Regions from separate parts of the Rattus norvegicus genome. Here region 2 is linked to region 1. The links are chromatin contacts, called in public Hi-C maps. All regions are on one chromosome and are shown on one strand. The core of a region is the stretch at or near the end of the contact, and the rest is flanking DNA. Distances in the headings are between cores, read along the strand shown.

What was found. Hi-C and Micro-C count contacts between places; a contact is called where the count stands out from the background.
Region 2: a Hi-C map of prefrontal cortex shows a contact between it and region 1, with 3 times the contacts expected there. The contact joins the promoter of Bhlhe40 here to the promoter of Itpr1 in region 1.

The regions. Positions count from the first base shown.
Region 1 is chr4:142,740,221-142,747,189 of GRCr8, reverse strand. It overlaps Itpr1 (inositol 1,4,5-trisphosphate receptor, type 1), which reads right to left and starts at 3,750. Exons shown (of 62, transcript NM_001007235.2): 1 at 3,599-3,750; 2 at 2,680-2,749.
Region 2 is chr4:143,170,872-143,177,978 of GRCr8, reverse strand. Bhlhe40 (basic helix-loop-helix family, member e40) reads right to left here and starts at 3,529. Exons shown (of 5, transcript NM_053328.2): 1 at 3,131-3,529; 2 at 2,893-2,962; 3 at 2,507-2,614; 4 at 1,479-1,602. The coding sequence starts at 3,210.

The DNA of each region.
Region 1 (6,969 bases), core at 2,501-5,000:
GTTTACCAGGTGGTAGCTTCAGGAGTTTATTCAGCTCATCCCTCACCAGCAATGTTCTCAGAACGACAGACACTCTGACAGGAAGAATGACCCATAAAAGCACTGTAATTCATACCATTGACTTCAAGCCTAATCTCATTCATCAAACTTCAACAGCAAAGAAATAAATAAAATAAAAAAAAAGAGCTAACACAACTGCATGCAATTTTAGTTATCAGAGATCTGCGAATGCAAACGCATTATATTTTAAAACATCAAACCAAAAGCAGACAAGACAGGACACTGTCCTTGTGTAGATTCCTTAATTAGAAGTATCCAAGGACAGCTTGACCTAGAAACCTAACTCCAGGCCTGCTTTTATTTTGGTAGATTTTTTTTTGGGGGGGGGGTCTGTTGTTCATATTTGGTATCTGTTGTTTCATTTGGTCTGTTTTTAAAAAAGCTGCTTGTATTAAAAAAAAAAAAGTCAACAGAAACTCCATGAGATCATTATGAGCTAAAAAGCCATGTGAATTTTTCTCAAGTCCATTCCTTGCACACCATTGAATTAGTTCCAGGGCGTCCCACTCTTGCCCCCCACCTCCACAGTCTAGTGCTTTTGCAGCTGAAAACACTTGGAGGGCAAAGTCAATAGATCGTTCTTGTGGCATTAACCTATTTCTCTTCTAAGCCACCCCTCGCCTCATATTCTTCAAGGAAGGCTGGCAAAAGGAGCCATGTTTGAATGGGTGATAGCACCTCGGTGACTTTCATGGGCCTCGATGGAGAGGCCAGAGTGAGTCTTTCGGAACATAAAGAACTTGCCCTGCTCGGATAGAAGGAAATCTTGATGGGATTTTCTGTTTCGAATTGATGTAGTCAAGGAGCAAATTATACGTTCAATGTATACTCATAACATGCATACATCCACATGACTGAAGAAGAAATGGAGAAGAAAAACACTGCATACAACTAGCAACCAGGCAAACCAGAGACCACAGGACAAGCTACCAACATTCCACAGGTTGAACTGAAGCAGTTTAAGATTTCCAATTATTCAGCTAGAGACACACCTGACTCTTTCAACCTGCTCAGGTGCCTTGATGGGAATGACCAAAAGCTACTCCAACTATGAGCCAGGACTAACACTGCACGTAGACACTGGGTTTCCTCTGGTTTTCCTTCTTAACTGTCCTGATTCAAGCTTTCAAAACACACACACACACACACACACACACACACACACACACACACACACACACACACACACAGAGCTTTTCTAACATGAATTCAGCCCAACATTAAATCCTCCTACAAATAACTACATTCTTTTATCCCTGCCAAGGGCTGTATCATTTCCTTCTTACATCAAACTAAATAGCTGGTACATTGTTGGTGAGACATAAATCAGAGTTAAGGCATTAAGAGCAATGGGTTCACTATTTTTCCTAGCATCTCTCTCTCTCTCTCCCCATAAACTTAAGCACAAGTGGTACACATTACTGCCTGGGCTGCCCAGTGACTTCATTCTGAATCTCGGTTTCTTCACCCGTATCTAAGGTCTTCTGTGATATACAGCTTTGCACCTGGCTTGCTCTAACCTAATGGGACAGCCTCATTATTTTTAGGCAAAAGATAGAGAAGAGTCTGTGGACCAGTTAACGGTGTCTGTAGCATACTTCAAAGAGAAGACTGACCCCTCTTTGATCAACACAGACATTAGTCCATAGGAGAACTAGCCTTCCCATCCAAATGTTTCCCACTCCACCAGTACTCCTGAGGACCTTATCAACAGGAAACAAAAGCACTGTGCTACCATAATGAAGTATCTGGCTTTCATTCACTAATTAGAAAAGCCCAAAGATTGTAGCCCAGGGAACAGCTAAATATTTAGGACATTAAAGAAGTTACCAAGGACCAGCTGCCCACAGCTCCCCACTCCTATTAACCTGTTGTTTACTCAATTACCAGACATTTTAGAAGAAAAAACTTGATAGACAAACCTGAAACCATAGGGGCGTCTGTGTACCTACAGAGAGAGGCTTTATTTTCTAGGAATGGGCTGTGATAAATGTCATTATATTGACAGAAACACTGCCCTCAGCCCCTCATCCGGGAACAGGTACCAAAGCAAGAGAAGCACGCTGGGTTCCTTGATATGCAGGTGGCTCCTGTGAAATCCTGGAAGCTACAGTGGTATTCTTTAAGCTCTTACTTCCTGTTAAGTTCTCATTCTTTCAATTTGTCGCTTTCATTTCTTGCAACCCAGCCCACTCTGGTTACGTGGTGAAAGCCCACGACAGAACAGAACCAAGTGACAGTTTGTGAAAGGGAGGAGTATCTCACTTTTGCTTAGGGATCTTGGCAAACGAAAAGTTCTGCATCTTTGGGAGTCTAAATAATGAGGGTGCCTTTCAGGCTGGTAAGGGACCACCCACTTTACAATCTACCGCAATTTACTGCTTGTTGCTGTTGCTTACCCACCACCCCTTTACCCCCATGCTTCGATTCTAAGCAACCTTCAAAAGTAGCTGTCACTGGATCTTTACTCAAGACCATGACCAATTTTGACCACAGTTTCTTTCTCTTCCCTACTCTACCTCTATGTACGTTACAAGCGGAGTTACAAAATGCTTAGGACAAAACAAACAAACAAACAAACAAACATTCTTGACTACAGAACTCAGCTCCCACACTCACCTGACCCAGGTCAGGCACTCTGTAGCCAATGGACTCCCAGCCAAGGATGCAAATCCTTTGTAGTCAGCTCCTAAATATTTACAAAGAAAGAAGACTGAGTATGGGATCTTGCGACGGTCTATCAGAATGTTCCCAAAGACAGGTTTCGACTTTTTTAGTCTCCGTTCGCTTTTCCTGCAGATCCCACTCCCCACCTCCAAATTTAGCAGTCAAGTTGGAGGGATCTCTTGCCCCCAGATAAAAGCAACCCCAGCATGCTTATTTCCCGTCCGGAGCTGACCAGAAAGATCAGGCACGCAGAAACTTCGAATACGATGGGGGGGTGGGGGGAAGAGACTGTGGACGAAAGGAAGTGTTGAGATCCCAAAGCACTTGTTTCCCCGCGTGGAGGCCAAGTATGTGAAACCCGCGTCCTCATTGGGCACGAGCTCCGTCCACACTTCTCTCATCGCTCCCGCCCCTGCTTCCTCCGGTTTTCTTCCTTTTTTTTTAAACCCACGGGGGCCCCCACGCATGCATTATCCTACCAGCCAAGCAGCGCAACAGGGCTAGCTACATTTTTAGAAAGATTATTTCCTTGAGCAAACTCATATGACACCCCCTCAAATACCCCCCCAGGGGGGAAAACTATTTCCTGCAAACACTCCAGCCGTTTCCAACTTGGGGGAATGCCATTTCAGTACGGGGAAGGAGGTTGAAGCCGGTCACTAGAGTCGAGGACATTTGGGGTTACTTAAGCCTGAAAAAAAAAATCAGACCGCCTCCCAAAACTGCTCGCAGGGAAAGAAGCCCCAAAATACACGCCAAGTGCATAAGTGCATGCAAAGCCACCAAGAACTCCCAGTGATCAGGGCAAAAACTTCAGCGCACGGGAGCCAGTGCCAACTCCCCGAGCCCTCTGCCCGGCCCCAGCAGCTACCTTGGTGACCGGGGAGCCACGCCGGTTTGAGGGATCAGGACCAGGACAGGGGTTAGCAGCCGCTGGGCAATCCCATGTCCGCGAAGAGGGAGCTCGTTCCGTTAGGATGGGAGCGGAACACCCACACCTCCTCTCGGCGTGCGCTTTCTCTCTCTCCACCCCCTGCCTCCACCTCCTCCACCACCACCTCCTCCTCCTCTCCTCCCACCCCGGCAGGCTTGAGGAAACGCTTCAGCAGAACATCCACATGGTTACTGCACTTTGAAGCAGCTCCCGGCCGCTTATATAGGCCCGGAAGCTCCCTGGGCAATGTAGTCCGATTCCCAGGTCCTGCCGGCGCCTGGGGCTGCGCAGAAGGACTACAAGTCCCAGAATGCCCTGGGCTCTGGGGCTGGGTTCTAAATAGACTCCCGCGCACTGACCAGGGTCGGGGGAGGGGCGCCGAGCGGGAAGGCTGGGGCTGCGAACCTGTGTCTAAGCAGCGAACTCCCCAGGTTTGGCAAGCCCGATCCACAGGGTGTCCCTTACCCCTGTGAACCCTTCTCTTTTGACTGTCCCTTTTCTAAAGTCAGGTGTCACTAGGGGCCAGAGAGAGAGGAAGAGCTCGGATTACTACTTTGGGAAGTTTTTACAAGCTGTTTACCCACCCCCGCGCGTCCTGTGTCCTGGAGCCAAGAATTTCAGAAATCCGAGGCACAAAAACGCCAGTGTTTTGCGGTCAAGGATTAAAGAAGCAAGTTTGTCTTTATTAAATCTGTTCCAGTTCTTTATTGGATCCTGCTAGTGTCTGCATGAAAAGTCTGGCAATGAGGTGGTCCCTGCTATCGAGGATGCGGGGTAATCGTGTGAAAGCCCTTTTCTGAATCCGAGCTGTGTCTGTCTTTCGTCGCCCGGTGGGAGGTAAAAGGAACGCAACCCTTTCGAGTGAGCAAATAAAGGAACCATGTTGTGACTTGGCTGATGTTGTGATCGCGAAGCAGGAAAGAAATACAAACCGCGACCTGGTCCTGACCCCGCTTCTAGGACCCCTTTGCTCCTGGAATCTGTAAATGCTCAAGTAAATAAACCGCAAACCAGAAAAATAAGGGCTTCAGAGAAAGCGGCTATACTAAGATGTGTGCGTCCAGGCGAGGTGTGCTGCAAGTCTTCAACCCAAGCCTCTGGGCTGAAATGGGTTTCAACACACCACAAATAAGTGTAGGCTCCAGCCTGCAAAGTGCTTAGAACTTTGGCTTTTGAAAGAAGAGTTTGAATCGCAGGCAAAGTTATCCCACTGTCTCCCTCCGCATCCCACCTCCCACCCCCCACCCCGCCCAAACCAGACTGCAAGTATTCATTCCACAAACGTTCCCCGGTGTCATCTGGGTGCCAGGCCAGGCATGGTGCCAGGATATGAGAGTGCGCCAAAGTATATCATAACATCCTAAATGGGGTCTGTCTGCTACCGCTAAAGACCTACTAACAGCAGTCCTTGTTATGAAAACAAATGGTTCTACAGAGCTCAGCCCATGTCCTCTTTCTGTACATCATGCTATTGTGTTTTACCGATTCTGGGTTTGTTATCTCTGCGCAGTAGAAACCAGGTTAACTTCCGGTCTCCATTGCAACTCCAACCTGTACCTATACCGAGGACTTGCCCTTCAGGACCTCCATCACCCCTTCCTTAAAGGACCCCCTCCTTCCATTTCAGGAGCAGCCTATAAGCCCTTCGGCAAACCACTGTCATCTCTGTACCCCAGTTTTGCCATCTAGAGAGGGATTTGATACTCATTAGGATACGCCTGTTCTTTTTTCCTTTGCATGATTCAACAGCCTTGCCTAAAGTCTCGTGAAACTTTAAGAACAATAGAGGGCAAAAGAGCTAAGAATTATTGGCATATTTGGTGCTCAAACTAACAATTATGGACATTTCATGGGTGTGTGTTGTGTCCCAGGCATTGTTTCTAAGCTCTCTAAGTAGATCATTTCATCAATAGCCCATGGGAAGCTAAAGCATGCAGGGTTATTTCCAAAAGGCACCGATGGCAATCTTGGGAGTCTAGTGTCTGATGCTTCAAGCTGCCTGCCCTCCTTTGTCCTCAGGAAAATCCCCACCTTGCTACAACAGAGGAATCCACACCTTTCATATCTGTTGTTTCTCCTGTCCCAGATAAAAACAAACAGTTCCCACTTTCCAAGGCCCTTTAACTAACTTTCAAGCAATTTCAACAAATCAGCCCACGATGATATAACTGGGGAAGGAGGAGGGGGATTGCTTCATGATCTTCTAATGTGCATTTCCAAAAGAATACTTGGTCATAGTTGAGAGGTACAGGTAGCTCATTTTCATCCTCACCACAGTGTAAACATAAGCCCTTTGTCTAGTTTATCCATGGTCTTCCCTGCCCAATGGCAAGTTTCAGTGAGATCAGGTCTTACATTTGTAAACTCTAGTCCTCTTGACTCAAAGAGGCTTACTCTTCTCTCTGCACATTTTTGTAGATCTGGAAAGAAAGTTTCCTGCAACCTTGTAATGGAAGGTGTGTTGAGCATACAGAAGGCAACAGAGGCATATCTTTCTGAGCAGTTGAGCCTTTTAGCGGCCAAGGTCAGTTTTCTTTGTCAGGTGTGCAGATAGTGCTGCTCAACATCTGGCAAGTTCTGGAAGCTGCCAGATCACAACAAAGTACTTTTGCTAATTCTACTACGGCCCAAAGTGATTGTTTGTGACGGACAGTTGATGTGTGGCGATGCTAACAGTGATGAATGCTAGAACGAGTGGCTTACACTCCTTTATGAGCCAGCAAAAGGATGTATGGGGGTGAGCTGTGCTTCTCTGTCATAATTTTTTTGGGAAGAATTTTCCTAGACCTGCATCTGCAATCCAGTAGCTATCAGTCATCTCGGCACCGAAGATGCAGCTGTTTCTAAAGATGTGAAGTACTTATAAAATACACAGTTTCAAACACCTAAACTTCAAACGCAAGGCTTCGGATATGTTGGATCACACCCTTGAAATGTTTTTTCCTGGTTTTTACTTTTTAAATTGACTAAAAATTTAATCTGCAGCTCCTGTTATATTCTATTGGATGGTGCTAATTCAGAAAACTGAGACTCAGATTCTTAAGATAACAATGGGAAGTGATGAGGATCAGGGCTACGCAGATAGATCAATGGTTGAAACCCTTACCCTCAAGCATGAAGACCAGAGTTCTATGTGTGAAACACAGACAAAAGCCTGTCAGGTACGGTGACCTGTAATTCCATCACTCCAGAGGCCTCAGATCTCGAGGACATTTTGGCTAGCTAGATTACCTGGTATTGGTGAGTTTTGGGGTTCAGTGAGAAGCCTGGCCTACTAAATAAAAAGGAACATGACAGAAGATGCACAG
Region 2 (7,107 bases), core at 2,280-4,779, 430 kb before region 1:
AAAAAAAAAAAAAAAGTCCAACAGTCACACTTATTTTTTTTTTTTTTCTAAATAAAGCAGTCTCTCGTTCTAGCCTGGATTGACACTGAGCTTACTCAGCAAGCCAAGCTGGCCTTGAACTCGTAGTGAGCCCATCTTAACTTTCAGACTGCAGGGGCTACAGGTCTGAGCCACCACACCCATCTCCAGTAAGTTAGTATAGCCACAGTCTCTCGGAAGCAGGGAGCCAGACACTCATAAAGTGGAACAATAGAGAAACAATACCACCGAAAAAAGACCACTGTCTCCCCTGGCCCCTTTTTTGTACAGATAGCGTCTCCCTATTTAGTCTTAGATGGCTTGGAATTCCCTAGGCAAAACTGGCTGGCCATAAATTTAAGGGGCTTTGTCTGCCTCCCAAGTATGGGATTACAGGCATGCACCGCCGTGCCTACAGTCGTCATAGCTCACACCTGTAATCCCACCGACCTGGGAGGCTGAGACTGGCAGGTTACTTCAGAGCTTTAGGAAAGCCAAAAAAACAGATCAACAACCAAAAAGCAAACAAAAAAACAAAAAAAAAACAAACAAAACAAAAAAACAATACCTAAAACCAGTAACTCCGGCACCACACAAAGACTTAACCTATTAATCAAATAGGTGCATTTCCCCTGTGCATTCTAACTAGGCTCTTTATTTGTAAGTCTTTCCCATATACTGTAGCTCTGACTCCCCTAGAGATCAGTCCTGATCAACTTTCTATTTTTAGTAGGAAAACTGGCAGGCATGCTGGCTCGGTTTGGTTTTTGTTTGTGATTCTTGTACTAGCCTTGGACGGAACAGAAGAATGCCTGAGGGGTAGGTGTTAGGATTCCCCCTGGTCTGTACTGTATGATCTAGAAGGGAGAAGGGGGAGGTTAGAAGGTGCCCCTGATTCTCTGAAACTCAGGATAAATGAATGATGAAACCAGTGGTTTCATTGGATTGTGCAATTTGCCAAGATACCTAGTGGCTATTCAGGGAACCACAATGAAATGCAGGCAAGAAAAAAAAAAAAAAAAAAAAAAAAAGCCTGCTGTCATCCTGCCAAGACTGCATCCCACATCCAAAGACAAGGAAGCAAAGGGACAGGAAAACACTAGGGGCAGACCCGTGTTCTGCTCACCCATGAATGAGGGCTCAGCAGACCAACTGTAAAAACACCCACAATGCAAATTATCGATGCCTTGGCATTTTAAAGGGGGATGGGGAAGTCTCCCAGAACCGAGACACTCTCGGGCCAAAATGTCACAGGAACATTTCATCACTGGGCTAATAAGTACTCATTCCAGGTGGTGCACAGCAGCATTCCGTATGGGAAAGTATGACCTTTTAGGAAAGAATCAGAAAAGCATCTCCCCCAGTGAATGTGCAAAGGAGATGGTAGCTCAGAGTCAGGAGCCACAGCCAGCCCTCCGGGCTCGATCTGTGCTGAGACACTAATCAGGCCAGGCACTCACCAGCTTGTAAACCGCTCTGCAGGGCCATGATTTTCTGCTGCTGCTGATCAATTAGGTTTGTCAATGCTTTCACGTGCTTCAGCGTCAGCTCGAGAACCACTGCTTTCTCCAAGTGACCCAAAGTCTGAGGAAACAAAAAAAAGGGAGCTTCCGTCACCTGTGAGGTCAGTGAAGTCCCTTCTGACACACACTATTTGTTATGAGAATTGGGTGTAGACAACGAGATAGGAAGAGCTTTTCCTGCCCCACTAAATTTAAAGTTTGCAGATGTGTTAACATATCCATATAACGATCAAAGGCTTAAAAAAAGTCAAACATGTGTTGCCTATCTTTGGAGGCATTTTGGTAGCTGTTACAGTCTCGGGAGTGAGCTGACAGATATATTTCTCCAGCAGCTGCCCTGACCTTAACTCAGGGGACTCCGGAGATAACATTTCCCTGCTGTGGTGTCAACTCAGGGAGGGATGTCTACTGTGTCTGGCAACCAAACGGCTTTCCCAGTGTGCTGAATTTTTTTTTTACACATCCCCCCCCCCCCCAAACACCCGTTCAGGACTTCCAGTCATGCAGGCTTTTCGTCTTCCTTTCCAAACACTTTTCCCGAAGGAAAATCCAGAAAGCTTTCGGTTACCAGTAAAGATGATGATGAAAAGAAAAGGCACACATTAAATAAAGTAGGTCCTCTCGTGGATGGTAAGAGGACAAGGAGAAGGGCATAATTTTTTAATCTCACGGTTTGTTCCTTTTAAGTTAAGGGAGACTACGAGGTGGTGAGAAAGAAAAAAAAATACCAAAAGGAAGCTGTGCTAGTGTTGGAGCCAACTTAAAGAGGCCCCAGATGGTTCTGGTTCTGCCTCTGCCTGGAAGTCCTGGGTCTGGGTCTGGGTTCCCTCCAAACCAGAACTACTAGGAGCTTTGATCCGCCCGTCTAGCCTGCAGTTCCCGTTGACGCCTGCAGGCGGCGGGTGACCCCCACCCGCCCTCTGGGCAGAAGAACTGGGTTGGAGCGCAGCCAGGTTCTCACTTACAGTAAGTTTGAGATGTTCGGGTAGGAGATCCTTCAGCTGGGCAATGCACTCGTTAATCCGGTCACGTCTCTTTTTCTCAATCAACCGGTGCGGCAATTTGTAAGTTTCCTGCAAGGAATAAATGGAAGCAGTGGGTGCCTGAGAAAGGGAACACGAAGCTTCCTCCCTTCCTCCCCACCCAGCACCAGAGGGAAAAAAATTCTGCGAGGGCGCAGAGACGCACCGAGGATCACCTTCTCTGCCCCTTCTTTCCCAAGTCACTCACTTGTGACAATAAGCTCATCACATCCCGAAACCCCCAGCCAACCTTCAAACAAGCAAACTTTTCCTTGGAAACTCAGCGCACGCGAGAGGCTAAGGAACGGGGTCCCCAGGGATGCACCTACCTTGCTGTCCTCGCTCCGTTTTATTCCCCGCCTGGACTTGTACACTTGGTACATGTGGGCAAAATCCATCCTGCAGGGAGAAAGGCCAGAAAGAGCCGTGACTCCCAAGTGCGTACTGGCTGCAGAAGTCCTACAGATGCAAGAAGCCCCCTATATGCCCAGAGATGCCCCAAGTTGAGAGTGGTATGGAAGACACGGTGAGGAGCGGAGACTTGAAGGGATCACAGCGCACACTTACCCTGACAGGTCTCCGTGCTCCAGCCCTGGCGTTTTGGGCAGGCAGGTAGGAGGTGGTTGCGCGCTGGGGATCCGCTCCATGATGCGGCGAGCAGGGGCCACTGTGCGCTCCTGTCTGCACTTAGCAGAGAGTCTGAGAGAGGACTGCCCTGGAAGGGAGGATCCGAGGGTCTCAAGGGGTATGTTCCTATGAGCTAGCCTGAGCTTCTTGCAATGCGCTGGGCTGCCAGGAGCTGCGGCTTTGAGGTGTCGCTTCAGTTGGGGGCGTGCATGACCGGGTGTCCCCCACGGCTTCTGGCTCCCGCTCTGCACACAGACTGGCGGTGTGTGCTCGCTGCGCTGTCTGCGCCGTGCGAGCCAAGTGAATGAGAAGTGGGGCGGGTGGAGAGGCGGGAGGGAAAGGGGGGGTTGCTTAGGGCGGAGCGGGGGGGGGGGCGGTGGTTGCTGGAGGGGACGAGCCGAGGAGTAAGGAGAGGCTGCGGGCTGGGTTAAATGGGAGCGAGTGGGTGGGTAGAAGCTACGTGTTCTACCCTGTGACTCCAAGCACGTCTGGCCGCTGCCGGGGAGGGAAGGAGCGACCTGCCCGCCCTCCCCCGGCTTCATCACATGAGTCTCACGTGTTGGACAACGCTCTGGCGGCTGCAAAGTGCCCCCCCTCCCCGCCGCCCCAAACCTCGGGCCCCAGGTGTCTGCGGCTGCGGCCTCCTTTCCCCGAAAGAGGGGGTGGCAGCGCAGCCAGAGTCCTGCCCAGCTGGGTGGGGGGCACGGAAGCTGGAAGGAACTGGGGAGCTGGGGGGCGGGGGGAAGAGTTGGTAACGTGGGCGAACCTGCCCCAGGGAAATGAAGTAAGTTCCCGTCTCCTGGGAGGGAACGGGGGAGGACGGATTCCGCCCGCGTCTGACTCAAGCCGGGAGAGGAATATCCCCTTGGTCGCTCCAGCCCAGCCCTCTTCCTCCTCCCCCGCCTGGCCCGCTCCTAGGAACCGGTGCGCAGCGGAGGGAGTTGTCGGCCCCCCTTGGCCTTCCCCAGAGGCTGGGGTTTCTTTCCGTCCTGGCTTCCCAGCCCCCCAACGCTCAGCCTCAGTGTCCAGGAATTGCCCGCCTTGGGGAGGGACCGAGGGCGGGGCGGATGTCACCCCATGGGAAGCGGGCTGGTGGCCAGGCGCTAGGGCAGCCGAGGCCGCCGCCGAGCACGCCGAGCGCACCTGACCGTGGACCGTGTGAGCCGTGCGGACCCTCCCCTCCCCCAACTCTCCCGGGAGCTCAGCTCCCGGGCGCAGCCTGCGGGTGGCCTGGCACCCGACTGGCGCGCACCCATCTCCTCCCGCCTTCCAGGGTGCCTCACTGCCCCCACCCACCCTGGCTAGTCAAGCACAGAAAGATACCGGGCACGGTGCCCGGCGTTCCCTCCCTCCTCTGCCCCCTCCGATGCAGAGGCGTCCGGGTCGCCTCCCCTCCGGCTGCAGAGTTACACAACCGCGGCGACGGCGCCTGCCCTGCAGCAGCGCGGGGCGTGACGCTTCACGTGGCCCAGACGCGGGCCGGAGCTCGGCTCACTGCAAGCCTCTCCGCGCCGGCTTCCAAGCCGTGACCCCCGCGCACCGGGCTGCCAGCCGGCATGGGATCCCGAAGCTAACCAGGAACTTGGGTGGCGCTGTTTGCAGTCTATTCCAGGACAGGAGAGAGGAGACAGGAGGACCCCCACTCCCACGCCCCATCCTCTTGGTTTATCACAGTGAAATCTCCACATATGTGCAGCACACACTCACTGAGCCCCTTACCCAGTCGAGCTCGTGGCTGGAGACAGTGGAGGTAACAAGCACGGATTTTGACCTTGAATTTACAAGGACCTTTGGGAGGGAGCCAACCAGGCCAATCAGAAGACTGCCTTCAGCAGAAAGTCTATCGGGGCCACTGGCAGAGAATATAAAACGAGAAAGTTTTAATTTAATACTAACCAAGACGTTTAGGTAGTAGAGGTTAACCCACAAGCCCGAGCGCGGGGCACAAGGGCAGCTCCAGGGGCCCCAGCGCTCTTCAATCTCGCGGAGGCCGCCGGGCCCCACCCCCACCGACCTGCATTGGAAAAATCTGGTCTCTTTGACCTTCTAACAGCCCGGAGCTGGGAAAGCCTCTGAAACGCAGAACCTGCGGCGCTGTGAGCGGCGCTGACACACAGCAAGGGGCCAGTGGAAAGTCGTGACTAAAATAAGGCCTGGCTGGGGATTTCACTGACCTCTGCGCTCCCCTGCCCTGCAAGTTCGGGGAGTTGAGAGATGACTGTTAACCTTCCCTACCGTGCTTAGGGTCAGTCACCCCGCTGCTGCGGAGTGACCTGGCTGGGGAACTTGGGGAAAATGAGGTCACTGCTGGGACGGGGTGCATTTTGGTGGGTCAGTCTTCACTGTCAGTATTCTGACGACCTAGAGGACAGGGATTCACATGTTGACCAAACTGTGAGTGCATTTCCTTCAGGTCGCTGAAAGCTTCTACTTCCTGTTTATGTTTCACAAGCGTCAAACCCATTAGTAAGTGTGAGAAATGATGGCTTCTCTAACTGTTCACTGGCTGACCTCACTTTCAGGCTTAGAGTTTCATCCCTCCTCCCCAGACAGACGTACTTTGCTGACAGGTTATCATCAATCTCCCTGGAGGGAATGAATGCTCCCACCTTTCCTGCCAGGAGGTGGGCAGTAGGACTAGAGGTTTGGGTATGTGCTTGCAGACTAGGGTAGGGTGGGGGTAAGGAAGGGCTGCGACCTTCCTGTGACTCTAAGGGGGAAGTGTTGTCATGGTTGCACCAAAACTATAGTTCCACTAGGAAATAAGCTGTGTTGGAGGAAGGAGGCTATGTCCTCTCTTGTGCCGTCCCCCACCTCCCAGGAGTGAATCTCTGCAATTCTGCCTGCATGGCTCATAGCTCAGGAAAATAACACCCTTAAGATTATTTGACTGATCAGTAAATTTCCATCGCTATTTGCTTCTGTAAATAACGAAGTCTGTGCATTGTTCAATTTAACTTTTTTAAAATTATTTATCAGGTCCTTAAATGCCTGGTAGGCTTTGACTTCAAAATCCTCCTGTATCAGCTTCCTGAGTTCTGGGCATTGTAGACAGAAACTAATTCCTACTTTTGTATTTGTCCCAAATACTCCAACATTAGCCCCATCAGGCTGAGGCAGGATTTCTTCTTTTTAATCTGTAAAAAGAAGGAAGAAAGGAGGAAAAGAAGGAAGGCAGGCAGGCAAGCAAACGAAATAACTTGCATGTTATGTGGGGGCTGTCGTAGCTCCTTTGACAGACTTGCCTGCCTGCCTGCTTGGCATGCACTAAAGCCTGAGTTCTGTCCCCAGCAGAGCACAAAACTGGGAGTGGTGTCACCACTTGCCTTTAATCTCAGCAATGCCCAGGTAAAGTCAGGAGGATCATAAAAAGTTATTTTTTATATGTTACATATACATATGTAATTTTTAATAAAAAGTTAGCCTGTTGTAAAAAAAAATTTAATCCCAATCTGGGATTTCTACCCTGCCTTAGACCATTTAGTTCCCAGATAAAAGAGACACACAACTTTTATTTTTATAATAAGCATTAATCAGTGCTAGTCCTGGGCAGATATCTACCCTCTGTGCTATTAGAATCTACTTTCCTTTTAATAGCCCCAAGTTATTACTTACTATGTCTCATCTGGACTTCTCTTAACTTTAATTGGCCAGCCCCCGGGGCCACAGTTTCATGGCTCGCCTAACTCTTGGTGGCTTCCCTCTGTTACCTTCTCCTTCAACCTTGGATTGGCATTAAACTTTTCTACAAGACTCTGTCTCAAAAAGTGATATAAAGGAGAAATCTGTTGGTTTTTTTCTTGAATAAATTACAACTATTTGAAAAATAATTTCTCCCACTAGGTACCTTTCTATCCTGAAGGGTATTACTGTTTCTGATTGTCCTCTGCTTTTTCAAAAATTAGGGACAGTTTAGT